2 separate regions of the Sus scrofa genome follow, and region 1 is linked to region 2. A link is a contact called in public targeted proximity ligation data. All regions are on one chromosome and are shown on one strand. The core of a region is the stretch at or near the end of the contact, and the rest is flanking DNA. Distances in the headings are between cores, read along the strand shown. Region 1 overlaps LOC106509843 (a long non-coding RNA gene). Region 2 overlaps THADA (thyroid adenoma-associated protein).

Evidence for each region.
Region 1: a targeted proximity ligation map of skeletal muscle shows a contact between it and region 2. A contact is called at or near these places in 1 of 47 Hi-C or Micro-C datasets (embryonic fibroblasts) and 2 of 2 datasets of targeted methods (alveolar macrophages and skeletal muscle).

What each region holds. Positions count from the first base shown.
Region 1 is chr3:97,528,970-97,535,164 of Sscrofa11.1, reverse strand. All of the region lies in intron 2 of LOC106509843 (a long non-coding RNA gene), which reads left to right. Among named protein-coding and RNA genes, the nearest start is that of TRNAI-UAU, 36 kb to the left of the region's middle.
Region 2 is chr3:97,158,167-97,163,483 of Sscrofa11.1, reverse strand. The region is part of intron 38 of THADA (thyroid adenoma-associated protein); the gene reads right to left. Among named protein-coding and RNA genes, the nearest start is that of ZFP36L2, 40 kb to the left of the region's middle.

The DNA of each region.
Region 1 (6,195 bases), core at 110-2,609, 370 kb before region 2:
CGAGCCACGTCTGCGACCCACACCACAGCTCACAGCAACCCTTAACCCACTGAGCAAGGCCAGGGATGGAACCCGCAACCTCTTGGTTCCTAGTCAGATTCGTTAACCACTGCGCCACGACGGGAACTCCGGGGCACTGTCTTTTTAAACTCCTTACTTGGCTTCATTTAATTACACAGCCCCCTGTTCAACAACATCCCCTCATCTGTCCTGTCCTAAGCAGAGGGAGGAAATCGGACCTGTTGTCCTGTCGTGGCTGGGCCTTGACCCTCATTCTCTGGCCGACGTTCAGGATGGAGCTTGGATCCCTTCCTCCAACCCCCCGGGACAGGAGCCTGGCCAGGGTGTTGGGACTCTGGGAGAAGAGGTGCCTGTGACCCTTCCCCCACCTCCCTCCCAGTTCTGCTCTGAGGACAGGGGGAGAGGGCTCTTCCAGGCTGTGCTGGCAGCCAGGCCAGCGTTTGTGGTAGGCGGTGTTTATGTGAATGCACAAATGTTTATGTGAGATTGCCAACCGGTTATTTATGAGTCTCTCAGCCCTTCCCCAATAAAAGCTGTTCCTTCAATGTTCTGACAGGCCCCGCATCTGTAACTAATGTGTCACTCGCTCAGCTAATGCAGTTCACTTGTGTTTATTTTTGCACAAAAGCAATTTATCCAGTCGCTCTGGGAAAACACACACACACAACCAGCCCTGTCAAGGACCTTCTTTGGAGCAGAGTGTTTTTCCTCAAAAGAAACTCTAAGTGGCTCAAAGGGCAGGGCAGCCTCCTGGTGTGCGTGCCTGACGGTGTGAGTGGCTCAGTTCTGATTGTGGGGGAGTGTGTGGAGTGTGGGGTGTCTGGCGTGGGCCCCTCTGCTTTGTCTCTGAGTATATGGATGTGTGTCTTTTTTTTTTTTTTTTTTTGCTTTTTAGGGCCACACCCGGGGCATATGGAGATTCCCAGGCTAGGGGTCGAATCAGAGCTACAGCTGCCAACCTATACCACAGCCACGCCAGGTCCTTAACCCACTGAACGAGGCCAGGGATCGAACCCACAACCTCATGATTCCTAGTTGCATTCGTTTCCCTTGCGCCACAAGAGGAACTCCTATGAATGTGTGTCTTTGTGCCTTTGTCTGTCTCAGACTGGGTGGGTTTGAGTGTTTACCTCTGAATCTAAGAGTTCTGCTGGCTGAGTGTAGGTTACTTTTAAAGAAAGTATGGGGGTGGCTCTGGATCTAACTTTGTATTCCCTCTGGTGGAGGTAAATCAAAGTTGGGAAAGTAAGTTGTTGGCAGCTAAAGTGCCTGGGGGAGGAGGTTTGAGGAAGGAGGGAAGGAGGGCGAAGGTTAAAAGGGAGGATGATTGGCTTTGGGGCAAAAGGAGCATTAACACTGGCCAGCCAAGGACTGTGACTGTAAAACAGCGGAGGAAGGCTGCCCAGGCCTTGGTCCCTTTCCCTGCGGTTGTGAATTTTATCATCCCCGCTCTGTTTTCTCTCAGTACTGGCAGTGAACCTTCACAGTGAAAAGATGCTCTGTGGGCTTGTTTGGGGGATGCTGGAAGAGGGAGGGAGCCTGAGAAGCCATTTCCTGCTGCACAAGCAGATTTCTGGAAAAGGAACCCAACAGTGGGGGGAGGATGAGAGGGGCATGCCTGCCAGGGTGGGGGTCGGGAGTCAGGCTGAGTGCTTGGGTCTGCTGGGAAGAAAAAGAGGTGCTGATTTCGGCTGGGGAGGGGCCTGGTGGTCTCTGTGGTCCCCAATCTCACTTCATAGAGTGTTTCCCTGACCCTGGCCAGAACCCATCGGGGTTGGACCGGAGAGTCCAGGAGGCTCCGTGTAGACCCCTCCCACTGCTGGAAAAGCTTTAGAAGCCCATGGCCAGCTGTCCTGGAGGGGATGGCCCCGATGGTAGGTGTCCCTCATATCTGAATGACCCGGCAGTAGTAGTGGACTGTTAGGACAGTGGGCCCAAAGTCTCATGCCTGAGGGATCTCTGCACTCATTACCCAAAACAGATGTCTTCTCACAGCTCAGACCAAATCTTGGCTGCCTTGTCCTGATCTGCCAGAAAATATCACGTTAACAGTTTGGCATTTTGCCCTCTTGAGTTTTCCTCCAGTAAGATTGCTTTAAATCTCTGGTGCCGGCTGAATGATAAGTCAGTGGATATTTGGATAAACATAGAGAAATAGACGACAGTGCTTTGCCTGAAAGCTTATTTTTTATGGCTCTGGGTTGTTCCCATGGTGATTTTGTCTGGCCTTCAAAGCTGACCGTCAGTTGGGGTGGTCAGGGGAAGCTGTCCGTTTGTCTCTGGTTTCTGTGGCCAGGTGACATTCACGGTCGTCCCTTTGTCTCTCTGTGACCTGAGCGGATTTGGGGCCTGCTCTTCCTTTTGGCCAGGGAGTGTGGGTGTAGGAGGAAGGCGAGGAGCAGAAGGATGTCAGTCAACCCTGCCCCTGCCTGCAGCGCCTTGGGAGTGCCTGGCTCCTGGCTCCCACGCTCAGAACCCATCCTTCTGATCTCCCTGTGATATTTAACTTGCAGTTGAATTCATCCCGAGGCTGGTGGCTGTCCCTTGGTGGTGGGTGCACCTCCCGGCCACCTGTCTTGGAAAGCTCTGGGGCAGGCTCAGGCCTCCTTTCCTTCTCTTGTGGGCCTGTGCCTCGGGAGGAGTGGGGAGCTGTGAGTCTGGGGGTGGGGACAGGAGGACCCAGGGGATAACCCTGTACTCTGGAAGGAGGCTTACTTTAGAATTTAAGAAGAACACCAGCTCCCAGCCCTCACCAGGTTCAACCAGACACTGCCTTCCTGGCTCAAACCACATAACTGTCTAATTGTCAGGCTCAACAGCCTTTCCTCCTCGCTGCTTGGCTGTAGGCTATGTGGCCAAGCTGTCCCCTCTTGCTGTGGCCCTGGGGTTGCCTCCATACCAGGCTCTCTTTCCTGGTTGGCGGCTCTCACCTCCCACCTTGGCTGCTGCAGGCCTGGGAAGGGCCACTGAACACACGCATCGTGGAGCCGTATTTCCCCACCAGCAAAACTGTTCCCAGGTCCTAAATGAGGATTCACAAGCTCCACTGCCCACGGGGACTGGGCAGGTGGTGTAAGGGGAGGAGCCCCAGGCCCCAGGCAACGCAGTAGGCCCAGGCTGGGGAGCAGTGGGGAGCGGTGGGCAGCGGTGGGCATGGAGGCTCCTAAGAGCACTTTTCCAAGGCCTTCCATGTCTCTGAATATCTAGTTTGCCTTTTTTCCCCCCAGGGCTGCACTCAGGGCCTATGGAAATTCCCAGGCTAGGGGTCTAATTGGAGCTACAGCTGCAGGCCTACAGCACAACCACAGCAACACGGGATCCCAGCTGCATCTGTGACCTACACCACAGCTCACAGCAACCCGGATCCTTAACCCACTGAGCGAGGCCAGGGATTAACCTGCGTCCTCATGGATATTAGTTGGCTTAGTTACTGCTGAGCCAGGACGGGAACTCCATGATTGTTTAAAGTTTTCAAATGCAACCCTTTGGTGAAATCACAGGGAGCAGCTGGGCACTGGTGGGGCCAGGCTGTCATGTTGGAGAGTGAGCCTTCGGCTAGGACTAAGTGAGGCACCAGTTCTGCTGCTGGAGGCAGGGAAAGGGCAGGCCCAGGCCCCACCTCCTGGTTCTTGGAGGAACAGGAGCAGGAGACGGTTGTACCCTGGGCCCTCTGGGTGGCCTTGGGGTTTGTGGCTGCAGCTGGGGCCCAGGCCTGGGTTCTTGGCCTGAACAGCTATACGGATGCTTTTCCTGTGAGGCCTGTGTGGACAGAGGGGAAAGTGTAGGGGTGGGAGGGTTGGGCTCTCTGGGGGAAATGGTTAATAGAATGACAGTGGGGCTCTGGGACCTTACACAGGAGTCCTGGGGTGCATTTCCTCACTCCAGCCTTGAGCATACTGGGGACCTCATGGTTGCTTGCTATCAGCCTCATTGAGTCCTGGGTACCCCCCTCGGAGGCAGCCAGACCTCTGTCCTGAAAGCCTCCCCGGCCCCTCCTGTCTTCCTCCCTGGGTGATATAGGGGCGAAGTGAGGGACCAGGTTTGGCTATGGATGTGTTTTCTTTCCCCATGGGTGTTGCTGGAGGTGACGCTAGAAATTTTTGTTTCATCCTCTACCCCCTTCAGGCCTTACTTTCCTGAAAATACCAGAATGAATCGTGCTATAGTGAACACCCTTGTAAGCACAGGCCAGTCTCAGAAATAAAATTACAAATCCAGCTGAAGGCATCCATGAGCACCTTCCAAACCCACCTCCCTTCCCCCACCCCCTCCCCTTCTCCCCAAGAAGTAACTAGTATCTGGTATTTGGCATTTTTCATTCTCATAAATTTCTTTAACTTTTTGGTACATATGCATGTTTTTCTGAAATATTTACAGAGTTGTTTTGCCTGCTTTGAAACCTGTATAAATAATGTCGTTCTACTATGTATTCTTGTGTAATCAGTTTCTGCTTCTCAGTATGTTTAGGGATGCTAGCCCACAGACATACGTGACTCTAGCTCACTTATTTTCCATGCTGTGCAGGATTCCACTGCGTGCCTCCATCATCTCTCCAAGGAGGCCTCCTGCCAGCGCCCTGGGGGTGTGGCTCTGCTCCCTGGGGTACTTCCTTGTACAGAGAGCTCCAGCTCTGTGGACGCTCCCCTAGCCCATGTTAGGGTGCCAGGGCCCTTCCCTCCCTTCCGGAACCATTGCTTCATGGAAGAGGAATTTGAGTGGATTTCAGGCAACCTTGTGTTTCGCATAAATCAATGTTGAAAGTGAAACCCCAGCCCAATGGGGCTGCAATTGCAACCAGCTGAGTACAGCTGGGCTGGCTGGTTTGAACCTGGCTGGAAGGAGTTGTGCACTCCACATGGACAGAGTCTTTGACCGTGACGTGCTGGCCAGCCCATTCAGCAGAAAGGGGGGACACTGGCCAGCCACAGCCGCTGGCTGAACCCCTGTGTTGAGTCCCGCCCTCCTCTCTGCCCTGACCACTCCTGCTTTTGCCCAGTGACCTCCAGGGTGGGTATTGTTGTACTTTGAGGAGGGGCAGTGAGGTTCTGGGACCTGCTGGGGGCAGCTCGTCCTGAGGCGCTTACATTTTAGACCCTTAAAATGAGAGAGGCAGTGAATCCACACATGAATTCAGACCCCGATTCTTGACACGTGTAGCACCCAGAGCTCCTTTGCTTTTGTAGGATTCTTCCTCCTTAAAAAAGATTAAGTTTATGCTTTCTTTTTAAAAAAATTTTTAAAAATTAAAAAGTTTATTTTATTAAAGTGTCATTGATTGACAGTATTGTGCCAATTTCTGCTGTATAGCAAAGTGACCTGGTCATACATATATAAATTTATGCCTTTGTTAACATGCAAACTATTACATTTATAATGGGTAAGCAATATATAGCACAGGGAACTATATCCAGGCACTTGTGATAGAACATGATGGACAGTAATATGAGAAAAAGAATGTACATGCATGTGTGAAGAGGTCACTGTGCTGTACAGCAGAAATAGACACAACATTGTAAATCAACTATACTTTAATAAAAAATAAAATACATAGTATTTAGACTGCTAGTATAAAGGTGAGTATAATCAAGGCTGGATTTGTTATTATTGTTATTATTATTATTATTTTAGGGCTGTACCCATGGCATATGGAAGTTCCCAGGCTAGGGGTGAATCAGCTGTAGCTGACCGCCTACACCACAGCCACAGCAACGCCAGATCCTTAACCCACTGAGGTCAGGAATCAAACCCGCATCCTCATGGATACTAGTTGGGTTCGTTACTGCTGAACCACAACAGGAACACCTAGATTCGTTATTATTGTATTTGGTCTTTTTCTGCTTTTTCTTTTTCTTTTTTGTCTTTTTAGGGCAGCACCTGCAGCATATGGAGATTTCCAGGCTGGGGTCTAATCGGAGCTGTTACTGCCGGCCTACACCACAGCCACAGCAACGTGGGATCTGAGCGGCATCTACGACCTACACCACAGCTCACGGCAATGCCGGATCCTTAACCTCCTGAGCAAGGGCAGGGATCAAACCCGCAACCTCATGGTTCCTAGTTGGATTCATTAACCACTGAGCCATGACAGGAACTCCTTCCTGCTGATTTTAAAAGAAATGAAAACATTTTGGAGAACCCCCTAAAAGCATCACAGGCCCTGGGCCTGATGGCTGC
Region 2 (5,317 bases), core at 2,669-5,168:
CTGGGAGATGCCTGGTTTCAGAGAACAGTCTGTCCGTCCCACCCCAGTGATGCTGGAGTTCCTCCAGGCCTTCGGAGGAAGCTTCCTTTCCCCTGCCTCGCCCCCAGCACCGGTCTCACCAACTGAAGCGTCAGGATTATTCTCAGCAGTCAGCCTACGACATTTCTGTCACTTCTTTTCCATAAACCAAGGCCTGGGGTGCAGCAGAGAGCAGTGCTGATCTGTCTCAGGGGGTCTGTGTTTTAGGCCACATTCCCTCCCTCATTATGTGACATCTTAAAAAGGTAAAAATCATTTACCTTTCCTGAGCTTCTGTTCCCTGTCTGTAAAGTAGAAGCTCTAAAACCTCAGGTTGGAGTTCCTGTTGTGGCTCAGCAGTAACAAGGCCGACAAGTACCCATGAGGATGTGAGTTCGGCCCCTGGCCTCGCTCAGTGGGTTAAGGATCTGGCGTTGCCCTGAGCTGTGGCGTAGGTTGCAGATCCTGTGTTGCGGTGGCTGTAGTGTAGGCCGGTGGCTATAGCTCTGATTAGACCCCTAGCCTGGGGACTTCGATATGCTGTAGGTGTGGCCCTAAAAAGCCCCAAAATAAATAAATAAATAAAAATAAAACCCCGGGTTGTGTGATTCCCCTTCCCTAGGGAGGACTGGAAAAGGGGGATATACTCAGCCTTCACAAAGGGCCTCCTGCAGGCACCCTGGCCATCTCAGTTCCTGTTCCCTTCCTCGGGATAAGCACTATGCGTCTGGGCTCTTGGGTCCCCAGCCCATTTTCCTGAGTCATGATTCTAATGTCTTCCTTTTAAGCAGAGCAGTGAATTTAGAAGATCTTCAATGTCCTTTTTGTTAACTCTTTGGTTCCAGACCTAGAGGCTGGGTTTGAAGCCCTTTTCCTGTCCTAGAAGGGGCATCAAAGTGCAAAGGTGCAAAGGTTTTGTCACCACAGGGCCCTGAGCTCCATGACACCAACTCTCTGAATTTCAGGGTACCCACCTTTAAAATGGAGACGGTAGTACAATATCTGATAGAGTGGCAGCGAGGACCAAAAGAGGTAAATGAAAGTAGGGGCCTCCAGAGGGAAAGGTTCACCGCCCCCCTCCCACCCCAGGCTACAAAGAGTGGGTAAGAGACAGCCGGACAAGGGCCCCGGAGGAAGGGGCCTCCATTCTCAGAGCTGCGCCTTCTAGATGATTCAGTCGGCACTGGTCCCAACCCCCTGACGATGAACTGAAAGGTCTTCTTTGTCTGGGCGCCTCCCGGGCCAGCCCCACGCTAGACCCCGGAGCCCCCATGGATGAAACTCTTGCTCAAGAAATCCCACCCAGGCTCAGTGGTTAATGAATCTGAATAAGAACCATGACGTTGCGGGTTCGATCCCTGGCCTTGCTCAGTGGGTTAAGGATCCGGCGTTGCCGTGAGCTGTGGTGTAGGTCGCAGACACGGCTCGGATTTTGAGTTGCTGTGGCTCTGGCGTAGGCTGGCAGCAATAGCTCCGATTCGACCCCTAGCCTGGGAACCTCCATATGCCGTGGGAGCAGCCCAAGAAATGGCAGAAAAAAGAAAAAAAAAAAACCCACCCAGCAGGGACAGGACGGAATAGGAGGGAAAGGTAGGAATGGTCCAGGACCCACCACTGTGGCCTTACCTAAGCAGAGGCTCAATGGGTTCCTGGTTGAATTAAGGTCAACCAGGTGGCCTAAGGGTGCGGATTTAAACCACCGTACCAAGGATCCACCGTGTCAGGGCAATTTCACCAGAGAGAATCCACATAGCTCCACTCCCTGGGGGCATTTCTAGAAACTCTACCTCTACTTGGCTTAGCTACTGTGACACGTTCACCCCTTCCTACCTTCAACTCATCATCCCATAGGGGTTTTTGTTGAGCATCAATCATGTACCAGGTTCTGGGGATACAGGAACACGTAAAGCAGACAAAAATCCTGCATCCCTGGAATTTTTCGTCTGGTGAGGGAGGCAAATAGTACAATATCAGATAATCAGAGGACTCTGTGGAGAATTTAACCAGCAGGGTGAAGTACTAGCAAAAGATGGAGCGAGTACCATATACTCTAAACTAACTGAGTGTTCAAGGTGTCTCTGTGGACAGGACGCTGAAGCTGAGACTGAAATGCCAAGAGGGAGTCAGCCACGTGAGACCAGGGGAGACCATTTAGCCCCGGGTCCAGCTAGTGCAAAGACCCCAAGGCTGCAATGGGCTCAGCGAGGTGGGGTACCTCACAGAAGGGTGCAGAGGAGAGAGGGAAGGAGACGGCGGCGCAGGGGATGAGGTGGAGAGAGAGGTGGTGGGGGGGTCAGGAGGCCTTCTGTCTGTTACTGCGGGAGTGGGGTTTTATTCTGGGAAAGGAGGGAAGCCAAGGGACAGTAGCTTGCAGGCAGATAAGAGCAGAGGCAGGAAGGCCAGGCTAGAGGTTTTCACAGACGTGCAGGTGAGAGATGCCGGGGGCCTGGACTAGCATGTGAAACAAGCCTTGTGGACAGGTGCTCCGAAAATATCTGCTGAATGAATGAATGAATATGCAGCAACGCCAGCATCACTTTTTGCCTCCTACTTAAATAGTAGAAGGAAAAGCTGTGGTTTATCTAGGTAGGAGTGAGAGGAGGAGTGAGAAAACAATTTAGAATTCAAAAATAGGCACGAAGAAACGAGAGAGGCAAATAAGTCTGGCTTGGCCCCAGGGACATTTAGGTCAGGCTTGGAAGCAGGCATGGGGGGACATTCTGGTGTGCTGGTCTCCAAAAAGGGTACGTGGTACAAACGTAGGAGATGACACCCAGGGAGCGTGACGTCTGTCTGAAATGGAAGCTGGGCCCAGGCTCTGGTACCTCAGAGCAGAGAAGACACTCCAGAGATAGGGTACCTGTGTCGATTAGGAAGGAAGCTCCTGGAAGGCAGAGGGAGGCCACCCTGGCAGGACCTGAGCCTGTCAACCTGCAGGAACTGGGAAAGTGCAGGGCTGCCCGCTGGGCACATGGCTGGGGGGCAGGAGGGCTTGGTGGGCAGCTCTAGAGGTTCCGGGGGCAGAACTGTCTGGTCTGTGACTCAGCACGAAGCCCCACAGGCCTGGGGCTTTGCTGACCAGGCAGTCACCGTGGAGCCACTGTGTAATGTCACGGTGACCCGCCCTCCCTCCCTGCCTGCTCAAGGGCTGGAGCCTCTGAGCTGTGTTCATGCTCTCATGCTGTCCCTCGGACACCGTGTGGTGACAATGGGGTGGGTGTGTGTCTGTGTGCGAAGGGTGAGGTGTGTGGGGGGAGGAAAATATCCTGGAGAAACTGACCAGGCGTTGGCTCTTGGCTTCTTCACCTTGCCCCGGACTCTTTCTTTCTTTCTTTGGTCTTTTTTGTCTTTTCTAGGGCCGCACCTGCGGCAAACGGAGGTTCCCAGGCTAGGGGTCCAATCGGAGCCTACACCAGAGCCACAGCAATGCCAGATCCGAGCCACATCTGCGACCTACACCACAGCTCATGGCAACGCCAGATCCATAACCCACTGAGCGAGGCCAGGGATCGAACCCGTAACCTCATGGTTCCTAGTCGGATTCGTTAACCACTGCCCCACGATGAGAACTCCTATACGAATGTTTCAACTTAGCCCCACGATGCCATGGGCCTCCTGCCCTTTGGTTCTCTAACCTCTGAGTCTCATTTATTTTACATCCTGATCCTGCTTCCACTTTCTGCCCCTCTGCTAAGCTCCGTCATTATTCCAGAGCCTGAGCCCCGAGGCTCCCGTGGGGTTTCCTGGCTAACCCGGGGCCACTGCCTGCAGCCCAGGCTAGCTCCCTGGCCCTGCTGTGAGACTCAGGCCTGAGAGGCAGGAGTGAGGAAGGAAGGGCCAGAGAGTGCGGCGGGGCTGCCAGCTCTTGTCCCACAAGCCCCAGACGGTGAGTCACTCAGAAGGACCGCCTGATTCTCCCTCCAGCTTGTCAGGAGCAATGAACACCACTGGCCCTCGGGCCAGTTCTAGTAGAGAGACTCCATCTCTGGGCCTGTTTGGGAGCTTTCTTGCTTCAAAGGGCACCTCATCTCCTTAGGGAACTCGGGACTGTCCAGACAGTTACTACTGTTGTGGAAGATCAGCCCATCAACACCAATTGAGCACCCACTGTGTACCTCACAGAAGATAATCTCGAAGCTCATGGGCGGCTTGGGACTATAAAAGTAAATAAATTATATGGAAGAGAAAAATAACAGAGTAGAAAACCCAGGGTTGGAGTCCCTGTCGTGGCGCAGCGGAAATGAATCCCACTAGGAACCATGAGGTTGTGGGTTTGATCCCTGGCCTCACTCAGTGGGTTAAGGATCTGGCATTACTGTGAGCTGTGGTGTAGGTCGCAGATGTGGCTTGGATCTGGTGTTGCTGTGGCTGTGGTGTAGGCCGGCAGCTGTAGCTCCCATTGGACCCCTAGCTTGGGAACCTCCATAGGCCGTGGGGGGGGGCCTAAAAAGACAAAAGATTAAAAAAAAGAAAAGAAAAAAAAGAAAGAAAGAAATAGAAAACCCAGTGCTATGCATAACCAAAGGTCTGTAGGATTTCAAAGAGGAGGTCTTGGAGGGAGGAGGTATTGTAGAGAAGGTGGGACTTTGTGTCACCATTAAACATTTATATTTGGCAGAACGAGCAGAAGTTTTACAATTTTCTGAGGGTGAGGGGTGTGGTGGGTGGGGGCGATGGGAACTCCTTGCTGCCAGTGCTCCAAGGAGAAGAGCACCCATCACTCAGTGCGTGAGGACACGTGTACTCGCTTCTCTGTCCCACTGAATCTTTCTAAGTCTTTTACATTCTCTTCATAAGTCAGTTTCTGCCTTTTATGTTGATTATAGCTAAAAAAAAGTTTCTAATAAGAAGTCATCCTTCTTGAACCTAAACACTGACAATGTATCTCATCTGGAGACTCTTTTTTTCCTTTTTGTCTTTTTAGGGTTGCTCCTGTAGCATATGGAGGTTCCCAGGCTAGGAGTCTAATTAGAGCTGCCGCCGCCAGCCTATACCACAGCCACAGCTACGTGGGATCCGAGCCCTGTCTGGGACCTACACCACAGCTCACGGCAACGCCGGATCCTTGACCCGCTGGGTGAGGCCAGGGATCGAACCTGCGTCCTCATGCATACCAGTCAGGTTCGCTACCACTGAGCCACAACGGGAACTCCTAGAGCCTTTTAACATTTCTTGTTAACTGGCTTCTCTTTCTTATCCTGCATCAACTAAAGCGACTGTTGGGTCTCAGAAACATTTTTTTAAATGTAATAAACGAAAACGGACAAAGGGAGGAGGCCATCCGAAATAGGCGCAAACC